Regions from separate parts of the Mus musculus genome. Here region 2 is linked to region 1. The links are chromatin contacts, called in public promoter capture Hi-C maps. All regions are on one chromosome and are shown on one strand. Each heading gives the region's core, a stretch centred on a gene start, on an enhancer-like site or on the middle of the called end of the contact. The rest is flanking DNA. Distances are from core to core; before and after follow the strand shown.

Region 1 (5,574 bases), core at 2,534-5,033:
AGTGTGTTCTCAAAAGGTATGGATAAATATTGTCATCTATTGCATAGAGCCAGGAATAGTTAATGCAATTGTTAACTTCTATTTAAAATTTTATTTTACTTTTATGTGTATGGGTGTTTTGCCTTCATGTATGGGTGTTTTGCCTTCATGTATGTGTGCACCATGTGTATGCACTGCGTGTGGAGGCCAGAAGAGGGCGCCAGATCACTAGATGACTGCAGTTACAGGCTGTTGTGAGCTACCATGTGGACTGTGGATGCTGGGAATCCAACCAGGATCGTTTGGAAAAGCAGCCAGTGCTCTTAACTGATGAGCCATCTCTCTAGACCCCAATTTTTAACTTCCCAAGGAAAAGTTAATTAGCCCTGAATTCCTTCTGGAAATACATGGAAGTTGAGCTAAGACATTTCTGAATTTTAACTATTAACATAATCATGTTATATGTACATTTGTCTACAAACTTACACATACATATATACGTATACATACAGCAGGAGTCAGTCTTGATTAGCACAAATGTCATGATGGAATGCATTATTTTGTATTCTGACTTTAAAATACAATTTAAAAGCTCTTGGCTGAGCCGGGTGTGGTGGTGCACGCCTTTAATCCCAGCACTGGGAGGCAGAGGCAGGTGGATTTCTGAGTTCGAGGCCAGCCTGGTCTACAGAGTGAGTTCCAGGACAGCCAGGGCTATATGGAGAAATCCTGTTTTGAAAAACAAAACAAAACAAACAAACAAAAACAAACCAAAAACAAAACAAAAAAAGCTCTTGGCTGGCAGATTGATTTGATTGGTAAAACCTGTGGACTTGTCTGTGAGGGACCTGCAGAGTGTGACTAAGAAGAGGAAGCTGGTCCTGTGTGTCGCTGGCACCGTCTAACGAGCTGGAATCCAGAGTGGAATAAGGGAGGAGAGCAGAGGGAGTTCAGAAGTGCAGGCTTCCCTGTCAAGCCCCAGCATGCAGCTCTTCTTCCCCCTCCCCTCCCCCTCCCCCTCCCCCCCCCCCAGCCCCCAGCCCCGCTCTCAGCAGAATGGCCGGAACCGTCTGAAGCTGGGAGCAGAAATGAACCTTTCTTCCCGTAAGCTACTTGATGAGAGCACTGTGTCCCAGCAATGGAACAGCACAGCGTGCTTTATAATGTGTTATTTCTAATATGTCATTGGCACACAGTAGAAACGAAGGAAGTATTGTCAGTGAACTGGCTCCAATATAGATGCTTTTAAGTTGAGAAGGAACATATAGATGTGTTCCTAAAATTTAATATAAAGTATTGGTGAGTTGAACCTTTATTAAATTATACAAGATAAACCTGTTATTAAATGTTTCCCAGGGTAAATTTTATAGTCTTTGGAATAATTTTTTGTTTTGTTTTTGTTTTTCGAGACAGGGTTTCTCTGTTTCTCTGTGTAGCCTTGGCTGTCCTGGAACTCACTTTGTAGACCAGGCTGGCCTGGAACTCAGAAATCAGCCTGCCTCTGCCTACCGAGTGCTGTGATTAAAGGCATGTGCCACCACCACCCAGCTTGGAATAATTTTGTAACATAATAATAATACCTTAATTTAATCCATTGGTGGGAGTTTCACGTTTTTCTATATAAGGTTTACTAACAACATGGAAGTCGAACTACATAGCTTAGAGTAATGAGGGAGGCAAGTGACTTAGCATGGCTATGGCTTGGAAACCATGTGAGCACATCTCTCAGAGTTTCCTGTGTTGAGATCATGGCATCCGGGGCATCATGGGCTCTGCTGGGAGGGAATGGCCTGGGCAGGAGCTAATGAGGTCCCATGGGTCCCAGTCAGCTCCTGTTGAAGAAGGCCGTTATAAGACAGACATACAGACTGCGCCCCGCCCTGACCCCATCTGGCTTACTGTGTGATTCCCTCCTTCTTCTTGCTTATGTTCTTGCTGTCATGTGGCTCAACCAAGGGAATCCTAAGCAGAAGCCAAACAAAAGAAGCTGCCTATTCGTGGGCTTCCAGCTTCCTAAGTTTCCTAAACCGTAAATAAAATTCATTCTCTACATTACCCCGAATTGGGTATTTTGTCACCGTGACCATCATGCTGTGAACAAACCTTTTGCTCTTCACCGCGCCTTTCCCCACCAATCCCCATTGTTTACTCACAGGCCTCACCAGTGTCAGGAATAGATACAGGTCCCACGGTGCTTGGATCATCATCCATACCGTCTAGTCTCCACTGGTCATCTGCCTTTGACTCCGGTATGGTCATGTTGGAGGTTGAAGCTTCCCCCGCTGGGAAGCGATAACTGTGGGTCACCATCAGGGTGGGGACCAGGGAGGGTGTGCTCCTTTCTCTTCTACTTTCCCTAAGAGGCTTAGCTATTCAGAACTTCTTTTGAATAAACACTTAGCATAAACGCGGTAAAGACGATTAAGAGAATGGATTGTTCTCAGTAACTAGTTTACTACCTCTAAACGATTCTATTCCTTTAGTATTAACAGAGGCAAAGCAGAACATATCACTACCAGTTAGAAAAGAGTGGAAGTTCTCTTTAAGTCCTGACTTACATGTTTGGGGGTGCCCACTGAGTATCAACAAGGACTCCTACTACAAGTCACCCCAGATAGGTTAGAATAATCTATAAATTAAATAGAAATCAACACCCTTCCCATGTTCCATGTTTCTTGTTCTCAGCTCCCAAGTCTTCCTCCTTTGCCTGGGATGAGGATAGCATCTCCCTTATACTTGTACAAAGAAAACACCCCAACACGGTGACAAAATATTTTTCCTACTAGGAATAGAAAACAAGCCCGTCGACCCCTTAAGTTTATAATTCTGCCAGAAGCTCTCATCCTGTATAGCTCTGAGAGAACATATCCCTTGTCACTATAACATAATCAATGGTACCTGTGCTCTGAGTAGTCCTGACTACTTGGCGAGACTCAATCACGCACATGAAAAATCTCAGCTGAAACTCCTCTCTACGCATGGCTACTTCCTAGAAGTAAAGAAAGTTTAATCCAAATAAATAGATCCATAGAATATTTAAAGTGTCAAAGGTCAACATGGTCTAGGTACACTTAATACCACTGGGTTTTAGGACTTGGCCATATAAAAATATCAGCATATAAGGTGATATAATCGTTTATATACATAACAAGTCAGGATCCCCTGAAGAAACAAGTTTATCTCCTTATGCTTAGAGAATAGATGAGGCTGGCAGATTCCAGAGGCTTTTCTTTCTTCAAGAGTGAATTCAGACAGGCAGTCACCTGGGTCTAGAATACTATTCTGAAGCCTCTTTCCAAATAGGGCCTGCGCCAGAGGCGTAATTAAATTAAGAAGCTCGGTAAGTAATTTGAATGAACAAGTTAATTTTTCCTCCATTCTGTCTTTAAAAGTCTGGCATTGATTACATGTTTAAGACCTCTGGTGAATCCCACTAGAGATCACTGTTTAAAATTATTCCAGTTATATAAGGCTAGGTGTGTTGTTAAGAGTCTAAGCTAAGGTGTTCCCAAAGTTTCTTAGTCTCTGCTCTTCCCCCTAGCCCCACTTCCTGTGATCAGTCAAGCGTGTCAAGCGTGACAAGATGCACACTAATTTTCAGAAGCTAGAGGTAAAAATCAATTTAGAACTCAAAATGAGGATTTGTCGGGGAAGGCGCAGGTTTCCAAACATCTAGGGCCCTAGCGAACAGCTGCCATGGAAACCTGTGCGTAAGCCAAAAAAAGGTCACCGAACGGAACCAGATGACAGCGGGTCAAGGAGCCGAGGGACAGAGAAAACCAAAGGACGGCGGGCGCACTAACAGTACTCCAAGTGCGACGAAGAGAAAAAGCCCCAGTCTGACAGGGTGACAGGGAGATGGAGACGCGAGTCAAACGCTCCCTCCACGTCTCGGGCCTCGCCACCTCGCGCAGGCGTCCCGCGAGCCTGTAGCTCGCTCTTTGACCTCTTGTCCCACCCCCTTCCCTCCTCCGCGCCCGCCAAACGGTCTTCCGGTAGAGTAAAGAAGGTTCCGGTTCCCGGAGGTTCCCGGGCTTTGCGGTCCGCGCCCGGCCGGAAACCCCTTTGCCTAGCAGCCGGTTCCGGTTCGGTGAGTGGCGGCGGGAAACTGGGGGAGGGGTGAGGATGGAGGGAGACCGGGCCGGGAGGCTGTGTCAGGCTGGGCCCGCGGGCCTCGGCGGGGCCGAGCGGAAAGGAGGACGGCGGTGGGGACCGTGCCCTGTCTTCCGCCCCGCCCCTTGGGACCACCTCCATTCCCCCCTGCTGCCCGGTCGCGGCTGCCTGGCCCGGGTCTGGTAGTTGGGCTCACTGAGGCCGCCCTTTCAGCCCTCCGGTCTCCCGACCCGCGGAGAGGCCATCTCCCCGCGGTCACAGCACGGCCTCCTTCTACATCCCACTCTACTTTTCCAAAGAGAGAAGGCCGGTTGGGATCGCGGGAGTTTCCCGCCAGAGCAGGGTCCCCGGGAGGAAGAGCTGTTCTCTACGAGGAAGTTGAGCTGTCGCTCCCACCTGCTTCGCCTCTCTTCTTCCTTGAAACCTGAATGCTACTCCTCGCCTACCGAGTCTCACGTAAAACAATTCTCCAACTCTTTTTACCCTGTGATAATTCCCTGGGATGTGATATTGCTAGAGCCACCACCAGAGAGAAACGTCTGGACCCTTCTGCATAGGTTATGAAAACCCCCTTAACTGCCGCCGTCTCCTTACCTGGCTCATCGCCTCTTGGTAATGAATTCCCTTGAACCTTTTCTTCGTATACCCTAACGTGATCTTTCTGGATATATGCTGGCTTCCTCTTGTCTTGAGCTTGGTGATTTCTGTTTTATCAGTACCTCTACAGTTTTTCTGTTATCTTGTTGGCAATAACTTGCTCCTTTATCACTTTTAAGGCACACTTGTTAAAATTACTTACTTCACGTGGCATACTTAATTGTATTTGGAGTGATGGTGATTCTTGCAAAATTTTGTATAGTCCTTTTATGTGCAATCAACCATTTGATGTAGGGTTTTCGATGTAGTAGGACATTCTGGATGAAGTAAAACATGTTTAAGTATTCTTCATAAAGATGATTTGTATTCACGACTCTTGCTGAAATGTGGATTACTGCCCTTGAGGTTACAGTGACACCTGTAATAGTGACCTGAACCTTCCAGTTAGACTACCTGTCCCCCCCCCCACCCCACCCCCTCTTTAAAGAGCTTCATTCCCTGATTTCAGTCAATTATCCAAACGGCAAACGTGGGTAGCCTATCACTCATCTGATGAATTAGGTCTGGAGAGGGAGTGGATGAGTTTACAAACAGGTTCTGCCACTTGTGGCTAAGGTGATGTAATTTTCTTCTTCCACTGTCTTCTCTTTCTCCTACCCGTCATACTAGTTTTGCTGTCTGTGTGACTGGATCTGGCTTCCTCGCCTGGCCTGAAAACTACTAAAGGGCAAAGGCCAGAGCTTTCTTGTGTTTATATCCCAGAACCCCACACTTAGTGTATGTGTGTAAGAAGTTAAGTACTATTTAAAGGTTAGAATAGTAAGGTGCTTAAGGTACTAATTTAACTGGGGGAGAGAGTCCACATAAAAATACTATGGTGCGGAC
Region 2 (5,940 bases), core at 682-3,181, 1.6 Mb after region 1:
CCTGTTGTCTCTCCGTGAAAGCCCTGGAATTACGGATGCCTGCTATGGTGCCCAACTTTCTGTGGGTTCTGGGGAGTCAACCTCAGGTCCTCATGCTTGTGTGGTAAGCACTTAATGAGCCACCTCCCTAGCCCTCACTTGTTTATGATTATAAATGAGTCTAAAGTATTAACAGGTATGCCATCGACATTATCCATCTGTTTTATATTTACCCTCTCTGATAAATTTAAAAAAAAAAAAAGGAAACAAAACACATTCTTATCATGCAAACACAGTAAAGAGGAGAACACCATATATAGAAATAGGCAGGGTCTCTCTCTTGGGGAACAAGAAACAGCCTATATTACAATGCACCTTCGTTTCTGTTAGGTAAGTATTGTGTGTGTGGAGGGGGAGGTGGATGGGGGCGGGAGGTGGTCAAAGGGCAGTTAGGCAGGAGGAGCCTTTTCTCGTGCTCTGTTACCCAGCACGATGGCTACAGAGTGAATTTTAAATGTTGCGAACACAAAAGGTAGAGCAATAAATTTGAAGTAGGAGATGTGGAGTTTGAGGATCGGTCTGCACAGTGAGACTCTGCATTAAAAACAAAATAAAATACATACAAAAGAATATCACATCTTCACCGGGAATTGCTCTTACTGATAAAATTCTCTAGGGTGAATTCTGGACCCCGAGTGTACACAGGAAAGCTAAACTTTATCTCTGCAGGATGGTTAACAGTGCCTTTGACTTGATTCTGTCACACAACAGTTTCAACAGGTTTTTAGGTTTTCTTAATCACCAGCTTCATTCGTCGTCATTACAAGAGAAAGGTCCCTCAGAAAGTCTTGTTTCATCAGAACAAAGTATTTTAACACCTCTAAATCACTGCGAAATACTTGCACACAGGAACACCACATTTCCAAACCTATGAAGATAGCTCACTGACACTGGGAGAGACAAGGCTGCCATTCATTGCATTCCTAAGCGGTTATTTACCCAGTCCCTTGCTGGTGCTCGGCTCTGTGAAGAGCTTAACGAGACATCATCCCAAACTTCGGTGTGACGTGACGGGCACTGAACAGCCAAGTAGCACAGGATGAAGATGCCAGGGAAGCGACAGGATCAGAGAGGAGGGCAGGGGACGCTGCTGGGCTGGAGGTAGGGAGGGAACAGCCTGGGTTGGGGTGGCCAGGCGACAGCGTGGATTGCAAGAGGACAACTAGGAAAAGCTAGAGCGTGGAGCAGGGGGTGAAAAAGCCAGCGCCTGACGAAAAGCCTGTAAAGACACCTCCGAGGTGAAACAAAAGATCCGAGGGCGCTGCAGGGCAGGAGGACATCGCAGAGTGACTGAAAGTGGAAGCACTTAAAGCCAGCCAGGCTCGGCTAGCCTCGGGGACGCGGGCTTAGGGCGTGGGAGTGTGTCCCGGGCTGGCAGGCCGCCGCGCACGTGCAGCGGGCGGAGTACTTCATCCGTGCCAACTACGCACGAGTTCTTCTCGGGACTGCAGTCTCTCCAAAACATCTTTATTGTCGCCCACGGAGCCTGCCAGGAAAGGCCACGACCAGAGAGAGCGCGGCCAGGGCGCAGGGGCGGGGGTGGGGATGAGGGGGAAAGGGGTGGAGCGAGGACTGAGCACGGCGCGTGCGCGTAGCGCTCCGAGCGGCAAGAGGGCGGGGCAAGAAGAATGTTTCCCAGAAGCCCCGGCCACTCGCAGACGCCGGAGCTCCCGCTCTCCAGCCGGGCGGCGTGCCCCGCCCACCACGTCCGTCCGTCCGTCGCGGCTCGCGGGCGCCCCCTGGAGGTCCGGGGGAGTACGGCAGCGCCCGCGAGCAGGTAGCGTGCGGCGGGTCCAGCCGCCCGCCCGCCCGCCCGCCCGCGTCGTCACCACAGTGCGCCGACCTGTGGCGGCGCGGCTGAGCCCCGCGGAAGGAGGGAGGGAGAAAGGGAGGGAGCCGCCAGACACGGCGGGGGAGGGGAGCGGCGGTGGCGCAAGCGGCGCGGAGCTAGCGCCGCCTGCCCGGGTCTCCTGCTGCGTGGCTGCCTGCGTGCTCCCGACCCGGCCGTCCGAGCCAGCCCGCGGGCCGCGCGCGCTTCCGAGCGGCCGGAGGAGTCCATGGTGCAGAACTTAGCGGCGGACTGACGGAGACCGGGCCTCCTGCGCCGGCGCGGCCGCGGGACCTCGGCCTCAGGTAAACACGGCGGGCCGGAGAGAGCGGACGAGGCGCCCCGGGGCGCAGCGCAGCGCGGCGCGGCGGGGGCGCGGGCCGGGCGGGCGGGCAAAGTTTGGGGCTCGCGCGCGGCTCGGGCGGTGTCTTTCGCTGCGAGCAAAGTTGGGAGCCGCGGCCCCGGGCGGCGCGGGGCGGAGGTCCAGTTTGGGCGCGCGCGGGGCCTAGGAGCAGAGCGGGGCGGCGCGGGCTGCGGGGCCTCGGCCGAGGCAGGAAGGGGCTCCAGGCCCGGCCCGCAGCTCCCCCACCCGCAGTGGGAACGTGTCGGCCGTGCTTCCGGGCGCTCCCAGGCTGGCCCGCTTTCCCGTGGAGTTCGCGTTCGTCCCCGAGCCTCCGGGTCCCGCTTGTGAAACCAAACTTCACTAGGCTGTGACCTCCCCGGCGCCTGAACGAGGAAGCGCTGGCCGGCGCCTGGCCTCGGCCTCTCCCTCCCTCCCTCGGCGGCCGCCTCCCCACCCCCGCCGTCGTTTTTAAAACCCGCTGCCCGGGCTGCCCGCGGTCCAACCGGCCGGGAGATCGAAACTCAGCCCCGCTCAACCCCGCCTTAGAGCCGGGGACTGAGTACCGATTAGAAGATTGGCCAATGCACGCTCGTCTTCCGCACGGATCTCGAAGAATTTAATTTAAAAGACACCTGGTTGCAATTGAGGGCAACAGTCCCAGATTGAAATGGTGACCTACACTCCCCATGCGTTGATCTGTACAGTATCGTATTCCGGTAGTCCGGCTAATCATCTGCGTGTGTGAGGTAGTAAACAATACAGAATGCAAGTTTTACATGCTGATCGTACTACGTAAAACCGCGGCTGCTTCTCATTCATTTTGGATTACATTTTGGCTACCATCCTTATATACTAGCAGCGAACTAACGAAAACTGACGAGAAAGTTTTTTAGTATGCCTTGACTAAGATATGGTAGTATTCAAATTTCCCCCAGTTTGGGCAGTTTTCTCTGAATTTTGGGGAAAGTATATCAATAAGTACGTTTTTTTTCATTTTTCAAGGAAAAGATAACTCATGTATGATTTATTTGCCGCAGCCCCACAACAGTGAAGGCAATAGATTCTTAGCCCTTTCATTTAACCGGTATTTTTAATAAAATTTTATTGGGTAATTCTGTCTCTCCACACCATGTTTCCACCCCCACCTCCCCCTCTGCTTTGGCACTTGGCTTAACCATTTTATTATTATTTAAAACAGAAGGAAAAAGTAGTTTTCTTGTTGTTATTGTTGGTTTATTTTTTATTTTTTGCCCAAATAGACAAAAAAGAAAAATTGAAAATATCTTTAGATATGAATTAATTTGCGTTTTGTTTATGCAGTCATTTTTTTCTTCTTCTTCTTCTTCATTGTTTATCAAGACAGGGTTTCTCTGTGTAGCCCTATCCATCCTGGATCCGCTCTGTAGATCAGGCTGGCCTCAGACTCAGAAATCCGCCTGCCTCTGCCTCTAGAGTGTTGGGATTAAAGGTGTGTGCCACCATTGCCCCTCTTGTGGTCAGAGTTTCAAAGATTAGCAGTTCCTACTGTAGCTTCACTTTAGCTAATAGTTTTTTCTTTGCCCTTCTGTAAATATACTGCAAAGGCAGCCTTCAACATGACAAAGGAGAAAAATACAAAAGAAAGTGTAAATTACTTAATTTTTAAGAGAAAACTTTTAAGAGTTTTCTTCCTGGAAGTCCCTCACGTGGTTCTGGGCCTTCTATTGGGTATTCCCAATTTTCCCATCTTCCTGGAGCACGGATAGTTTACGAGCGGTTTTCATGAAAACTTACCTAACCTGCTGTCATCCCTGACATATACCTTTAGTAATGAAGTATAATGGTAACTACCCATCAGCCTGCACATTTTAGGTACTTTAATGCAAGATAGTTGTAAACCACCATTCTAAGAGGGCAGTGTGCCTCAAAGTAACACAAGCTAGTTATAAAATAATGTGCACTGTGCTTCCCAGCTTCTGCTCTTGTCTTTTAGGGATGTAAGTGGTGTTTTGTCTTACCTTGTCTACTGAAAAACAGATGAGGTGTAGAACAGGCTGGCCTCGAACTCAGAAGTCCACCTGCCTCTGCCTCCCAAGTTCTGGAATCAAAGGTGTGCACCACCGCTGCCAGGCCAGATGAGTTTTATACATCAGATAGCTCATGGTGGCCTTGAACTTGTGATCCTCCTGCCTCTGTCTCGCAAGTGCTGGGAATTACAGTTGTACTAGCTTTAAAACCCAGGTCATTTGTTTTTTAAACATTTACCTTGTTTATTTACTTATATTTATCCTTGGAGGCCAGAAAAAGGTGTGTGATCTCCTGGAGCTAGAGTAGCCGACAGTTGTGAACCACGAGACGTAGGTATTGGGAACTGAGTCCTGATTTTCTCAAAGAGCAGCAAGTGTTCTTAACTGCTGAGCCATCTTTCTAGTCTCCAAACCCAAATTCTTAAAATTCTGTTCCTCACCTTGCACTTTGTTTCACATCTGGGCAGTGGTGACTGTAGTAAGCGGAAGAGTCTAGAGGTAAAATAGCCAGTACCATGGTCTAGTAGTAGGGGCTTTTGTGGGCCTGAGATGGTTCACTGGGTAAAGGCCACCTGAGCGTCCAATCTCTGGAACTCATACAAAGATGGAAGTTGTTCTCTGGCCTCAGTATGTGTGCCATGTTGTACACCCCTACCCCTAGCACAATAGTAATACATTAATTGAAAAATATATTTTGAATTTTATTCCTAAGAATTACCTTTGACTTGTCCCTTTTTAGAAATTAAAGTTATGACACAATAAAATTTCAGTGTGAGAATTTTAAAACACCATCCTCTCTTGCTTGGAAAATAACTTCCTAATAAGACAAACATGACAACACCATTTATCTTTGTTAACCCACAGTCTTTAACACTCTTAAGCCAGAATGAACCTTTTGTATTAGCTTGTGTTACTTACCTTCCCAAATGGCTTTCTTTCTCAGTCCCAGGAGATCACTGTGGCCTTTCCATAGCTCTGAAGTTACTTAGATTTCTTCTCTGACCCCATCTTCTTCCCTTTTCTCCAACCACGTTTCTCCAGGGCTACCAAGGTGTTCTCTGACTCTTGCATCTGAAGCAGCATCCCCATCTGCCACCCTTCCTATTCAATTTTATGTCCGTTTTCCCCCCACAGCATTTTATCTCTTTTTGACATACTGCTGTTAATCTAACACGTTTATTATGTTTCTTCAGTCTAATGCAACTTCCATGGGAACAGGTTTTGTCTTAGCTTTTTCTTTACATTGCAAGTGTATGTGCAATGGCTGGAGTTCAGAGGACAACTTGGTAAAGTGTGTTCTCCTGTGGACCTTAGGGACCCGACTAAATCACCAGGCTTTGTATGAAGTGCCTTTACCTGCTGAGTCATCTCACTGGCCCAGGGTTTGTCATTTTGTCAATGTTTTACTCCTAACAATTTGAACAGTGCATAGCATTGTAGTAGGTAAATGACAACTATTTCGTGGATTCACGTTTCCTGTTATAACTATTAAAGCTAGTTTTATAGTTTTTGTAAGGTTCTTATAGGTTTTTAATGTTTATTAAGTCTCTTGAATAATTTGCCAAATTATTTACATTCATGCATATAGACCATGTTTACATACAATCCACATTTTTTTTTAATGTGTGCACACATGTATATATCTCTTGAGTGTCTGTTCACATGTGCACTTAGGTGCCTGCAGAGGCCACAACTTCTGTTACACAACAGGTGGTTGTGAGCCA

What was found. Capture Hi-C pulls out chosen DNA fragments and counts their contacts.
Region 2: a promoter capture Hi-C map of adipose tissue shows a contact between it and region 1, with 3 times the contacts expected there. The contact joins the promoter of Scaf11 here to the promoter of Senp1 in region 1. A contact is called at or near these places in 1 of 39 promoter capture datasets (liver) and 2 of 9 other capture datasets (adipose tissue and liver).

What each region holds. Positions count from the first base shown.
Region 1 is chr15:98,091,778-98,097,351 of GRCm38.p6, reverse strand. Senp1 (SUMO1/sentrin specific peptidase 1) reads left to right here and starts at 3,783. Exons shown (of 18, transcript NM_144851.5): 1 at 3,783-4,069. It also overlaps a transcript of Pfkm not described here.
Region 2 is chr15:96,456,834-96,462,773 of GRCm38.p6, reverse strand. Scaf11 (SR-related CTD-associated factor 11) reads left to right here and starts at 1,931. Exons shown (of 15, transcript NM_028148.2): 1 at 1,931-2,172. Gm41408 reads right to left here. Exons shown (of 2, transcript XM_030248866.1): 2 at 1-2,730. The coding sequence ends at 1,865.